2 separate regions of the Rattus norvegicus genome follow, and region 1 is linked to region 2. The links are chromatin contacts, called in public Hi-C maps. All regions are on one chromosome and are shown on one strand. Each heading gives the region's core, a stretch centred on a gene start, on an enhancer-like site or on the middle of the called end of the contact. The rest is flanking DNA. Distances are from core to core; before and after follow the strand shown. Region 1 holds the start of Brpf1 (bromodomain and PHD finger containing, 1). Region 2 has its middle 12 kb from the start of Trnap-agg26.

Region 1 (2,700 bases), core at 1-2,500, 140 kb before region 2:
GACTACAGAGTGCCAGGCCCTAAGGGCACAAACATGAACAAAAATCTAGGCATTATGTTCCAAGGTTCTCAAGGGCTAACCCTCCCCCATCGCAGTGTTTCTGGGAGAGTAGAGACAGCAGATGGCACTAAACCCCAGGGAGCCCAGCTTAGCCTGGTACTGGCCTAATTTCTCTCAGGACTAGTTGCTTGGGACCACCAATGCAGGGCCTACCTAACCTCCCTGACAAACACTGACTCTCAGCCTTCTTTCTCCTGAGTCTTAACCACGAGAATGGGCAGCTCTCGTCCATCTATCGGCAACAACTCAAGCCAAGCTACACATTCAACTCCAACTCACTTCTATTTCCTACCTGCTGCTGTGCCTTTAAACACAAAACCAATTATAGGTGCAAACAAGCTCAACTCTTTCCAAGCCGGGTCCCTGGTGAACGCTGTCGTTCTGGCTTTGCTGCCCTGGTTCCCGAACTAGCACAGTGCCCCAAGGGACCTGGCGTCAGAGGTACTGAGCTCTGAAAGCCCTGGGGCCCTAGGGTATGGCGGAAGCATCTACTCCCGGGAACTCCAGGAGCTGAAGAAAGTATGAGGAAGGGGGTGGGACAAGGCCCGCGGGGCTAGAGCCCAGTCTCCCGGATGCTGCACCACTTTCCTTTTGTCAAAGTGTAACAAGTCAAACAAGGTTTCCCTTCAGCCACTGGCCCAGGCAGCTTCAAAGGGAACACTGTTGCCGCGGACGCTCCCCACGAACCAATGGCCTGTCAATTCTCCCCGCCCAAGGAGCTCAAGAGGAGCCTAGGGCGCCTCGCCAGGGCTGCCCCTTCTCCACTGGCACTACCTCCCGGACCCGGCCCGTACTCACCGGCCACCTCCAGTCCGGGCTCATTGCCGGGGGCGCCCGCCGGGGCTCCGACCCCGCGTGGGGAGGCCGGCGAGGAAAGACGGGCCGAGAAGGGGAAACCCGAACTCCGAGACGCGAAGGTGGCCGCCCCGGCTCCTGCCTCGCACGCTCTGGCCCGGCTCCCCCGGCTTCCCGCGCTGACCCCTGCCACTCCTGGTCCCGCCGGTGCCCCAGCGTCGCAATTCCGCAAGCACCCTCGCGTTTCCCGAGCTTTTGGATCTTCTGGCCTGGGAACCCGGTGCCGCCGGGACAATGGGGAGAGGGGGCTCCTGGAGGCGGCACAGGGACAGCGGCGGCGAGACCGTGGCGGCAAAGGCTGTGGCAGCGGCGGCGGCAGCAGCGACGGCGACGGCGTCCGCCAGGGTAAATTTGGTCCCGTGGCGCTGCATAGACGCACTTTCGCCACGGTTCCCCGCCGGTCTATTGAGGAGCTTGCGAGCAGCCTGTGGGTCTGGAAAAGATCTCTTGATACCTCACAGGGCACAGCGGGCGCTTCCATGTTCTAACGGGAGTTTCTGGAGACCGAAATCGCAGTATGGGAGAGCCGGGGTCCTCGGGCCGTTTGTGGCGAATCTGCGACTACGGACAGGCAGCGCGAGGCTGGGTGTGAGGAGCCCGCCCTTCTCCCCTCCCCCTCTGCCGCCTCCTGCTCCCTCCCTCCTGCTGGCGCGGCTGCTGCGGTAGGGACCTGGCCTTGGTCTCCGAGGAAGGCGACTGGGAGGGACGGGGCGGGAGCGCAGGGCGGGGCGGAGCTGGGGGCAGGGCCCAGAGCTATGGGGAGGCAAGGGAGCCGCAGGGGCCTGCAGTTATGGTCAGAGGCGGGGCAACGTGAGAAGAATAGCCCAGCGTGGGAGGGGCTTGTGTTTGGGAGGCGGAGCCGCCGGAAAGCGGCGCACTAATGCGACGACCACAGCCGGAAGAGTGGGCCTGAGGGTCCCAAGTAACAAAGGGCGGAGCTGTGGGTAAACCTGGAAGGTGGAGCTAAACTAGGGATGAAGATACAGCTGGGAAAGGGCACCACAGTGCAGCAGGGTAAGGGCGGGACTTAGGAAAATAAGGGGCGGGTTTCAGCTGAAATCTGAGACGGAAGGGAGACGAGGCGGAGGGAAGGCGTGGCCCTAGGTTCGGGGTACATCCCTACAAAACCGTGGAACTCAGATTGGCAGCGCTGGACTACTTTGTTACCGGTGGCTGATTGGAAGACGGTGTCAAAACACACAGCTCATTGAATATGACTGACACTTCAAGTGTGAACGTGGGAAAATTGCTGAATTCTTCTTTGGGTTCCTCATTTGTAAACCTGGAGCTTGAAAATTGTGTCATTTGGTGGGGATTTTAAAGAATTTGGATCATCATTGTCAAGCAGGGTTTGCAGTTTGTCATTGAAGAGTATGATAAAATCTTTCAAGATGCTATAGTCACTGAAAAACTTGTTTTGTTTTCACGCAGACTTGGTTTTCAGCACCCTAAAGTGCACGTTTTCCTAGGACAGTTTTCCCTGGAGAAATGCCAATAAAACCAGCACTCCAAGAAGTTGTTTCCCCGTTAAACAGTGGGGTCTGTCGTAAAATCGGTGATTTCTCTTAAAGAAATGGCTTATTGTAACTGAGTTCCCCGTTATTAAATGGAGATAATATATAGTCCTTCTGTCCCAGGGATATGGTAAAGATTAAGAGAGATGAGGTCTGTAAATTGTCTAACACAGTGTCTGTTGTGTAAGATTCGCATGCACAGAGAAAATATAGCTATTATACTCACCCAAAAAATTCAGAATAAGCCAATAATCTCAGCACTCAAGAGGAC
Region 2 (2,700 bases), core at 39-2,538:
ACTGTTTAGACTGGTCCTTGGGGCTGTGGGAAGTAGAACGCTGCCCCCCAAGGACCAGAGCTATGGAGGAAAGCCGCCCCGAAAGCAGGAGGATGTGGGGGAAGATTACATTCTTCTGGGGCCTGCAAGAGCCAAGATGGTGGCTTGCAGATGGGGCTGTAGGATAAGGACAGGAAGCTTCTACAAGTTGAGTCCCTCTTGAGCACAGAGGGGCTAGTCCTCCTCCAGCCTCTGGTATGAACCGAAAAGGGAAACCCCCTTCCTGGAAGGGGTGGGCTCCTGGCACAAGGGGCTTCTGGGTCCTTGTCTGGCTCAGAACTTTCGGGTGGAGCAAGAGTCTTCCCGAGAGGTGAACCGGAGCCTGCAGCCCTCCCAGGACTCTGACTGGTCGTCCTCCAAGGACCTGTGCTGTGTGTTAGGGTAGTTCGGTGTTGTCTGCACCCCACTAGTTCTGTCTGAACGCGTCCTTGATGTTCACTGTCCAATTCGGTAACATTTCTTTTGGTCCCACCCCCTTCTGCTGCTGCTGGATTTGAGCTTCAGTGCAGGTGGAATGATGTTCAAATAAAGACACAATTTATATCACCCGTGCTGGCTGCTGCTCCTGAATCATGACCCAGGGCCTCATGGGTGGGATACAGTCTAACCCTTCATGTGAATGGTTGTATATTCATGGAGTGCTAATGTTCAGTGTGACTTAATGACAGTTTCTGTTACCATGGCATTAAGAAAATAAAACAAAACAAACAACAACAACAGCAACAGCAACAAACCTTTGGGCCTGGTGATACATAGAGCTCAGAAGACTGAAGCAGGAGGATTGTAAATTCGTGGCCATACTAGACTACATGAAGAGATCTAGTCTCAAGAAAGAAAAAGTGTCTGGGTATTTCCAAAGCATGACTGTGGCCCATGTTTCGAGCAGGAGCCTGAGTCCTGTCTGCATGTTCACTTTCAGCACCATCTTTCCTCAAGCATCTCTCACAGCCATGGTATTGGGACTGGAGGGATGGCTCAGCAGCGACAGACAAGGGCTTCTCTTCTCAAGGACCTGGGTTCAATTCCCAGCATCTAGGAGCATCTGCAACTCTAGCTCTAGGAGATCTGATAGCCTCCCTCTTCCAGTCTCCATGGGCACCAGGCATGTATGTAATATCAGCACATACATACATGCAGACAAAATGCCTTTGCACATTAAAAAAAAAAAAAAAAGGCCAGACATGGTAGCACAGGCCTTTAATCCCAATACTTAGGAGGGAGGAGCGTGGTCTGTGAGTTTGGCAATAACCTGGCCTATGTTTCCAGTTCCAGACCAGCCAGGGCTATATAGCAAGATTATGGTGTGAGAGGGAGAGAAAGAGGAGGAGAGGGAGAGGGGGAGACCCAATAAATAAATTAATTAATTAATTAAAAGTATCTCATAGCCTGAGGTGGCTGCTGGTGCTCCAGTCCCTTGGTCTATGAGCCATTTGAAGCCGCCTGGAAATGCCACAGAACTGAGTCACCTGGCACATGTGATTGAAAGAGGCTGGAAACATGAACTGTTGCCAACGCAAGTGAAATCAGGGTTCTGTGACACGGCAAAAGGAGACACCAGCAGTCTGTGAACACTCTTGGTGACACAGTCTTGATTCTGCATACAGGACACTGACCATGGTCACAGTGCTCCACTCTTTAGTGAGGACTTGGGGCAGCCAGAATACTTCTTTCTAGAATAATACTTACACAAAGGGAAGAAAATCTAAGTCCACACTGAAGAGATGAGAATACCAACATTTACCACATTAAGTGGATGGTAAGGTGATTGGGGAACATGGGCAAGAGGCACAGTGACCAAATATTGCACACAAAGACTTGTCCTAAAAGTGCATCTGGATGTAGAGATGAACTGTCAAAATATGCAGGCTCTGATAAATGCTGACTTTTTGTCGGTGCTCTTAGGGGAGGTACCTAACATGGCTTCTGGTGGAATGTGTGCATCAGGATGGACGCTTACTGTGTGGAAACTCGAGTCAGGCAGGCCACAATGGAAAAGAAACCACTTGAGTGACAGGTAAGTGCATTATATCCCTGGGAGACTGAAAGCAGTGTGGGGAAGGTGAAGCACAAAATGTGATGTGTGGAAGGGTCAGAGATGAAGCTGGGGGTCAACAAAGGTCTGAAAAAGCTCAGAGTTAAGAGTAATGGAAGATTGCTTAATTATCTGGGGGAAGGTAGACCAGGGTCTACCCTGGCTGGCCTGAAACTTACTGTTTGGACCAGGCTAACTGGGAACCCAGAGGTCTGTTTGCCTCTGTCTCCCAAGTATAGAAATTAAAGGTGTACACCACCACCCCTGACAGGAATTGTTTGTCTTTTTGAGACACGGTCCTGGTGTGTAGTTCTGGCTTGACTGAACTCAGAGCAATCTTCTGACCTGAGTTGGTGAGTGCTGGAGTACAGTCGAATGCCACTGTGTCCGTTACATTTCTCTCACTGTCATACCAATGTGACCAAGGTAACTTGTAGAAGGAAGAGTTTATTTGAGGCCTCTGGCTCCAGAAGGTTGGAATACATGACGTCAGAGCAGAGCAGGTGGAGGAACCTGGGGCAGTTTCTAAGAGCTTAGAGCTTAGACTGCAAGCTGGACACAACACACTAGGAGTGACAGGACTTTTTGGAAATCTTTAAACCCCACCTCCAGTGACATACTCTGTCATC

Evidence for each region. Hi-C and Micro-C count contacts between places; a contact is called where the count stands out from the background.
Region 1: a contact with region 2 is called in a Hi-C map of the A7r5 cell line, with 2.9 times the contacts expected there. The contact joins the promoter of Brpf1 here to the enhancer-like site in region 2. A contact is called at or near these places in 9 of 12 Hi-C or Micro-C datasets (the A7r5 cell line, Schwann cells, frontal cortex and 5 more).

Annotation. Positions count from the first base shown.
Region 1 is chr4:148,010,527-148,013,226 of GRCr8, reverse strand. It overlaps Brpf1 (bromodomain and PHD finger containing, 1), which reads right to left and starts at 1,250. Exons shown (of 14, transcript NM_001415934.1): 1 at 859-1,250.
Region 2 is chr4:147,867,194-147,869,893 of GRCr8, reverse strand. No RefSeq gene overlaps it. Among named protein-coding and RNA genes, the nearest start is that of Trnap-agg26, 12 kb to the right of the region's middle. Within about 2 kb of position 1,288, at least 12 of the 93 cell types and tissues checked have an H3K27ac peak or open chromatin away from gene starts, as enhancers often do. A contact at or near this core is called in the A7r5 cell line, where this site is marked.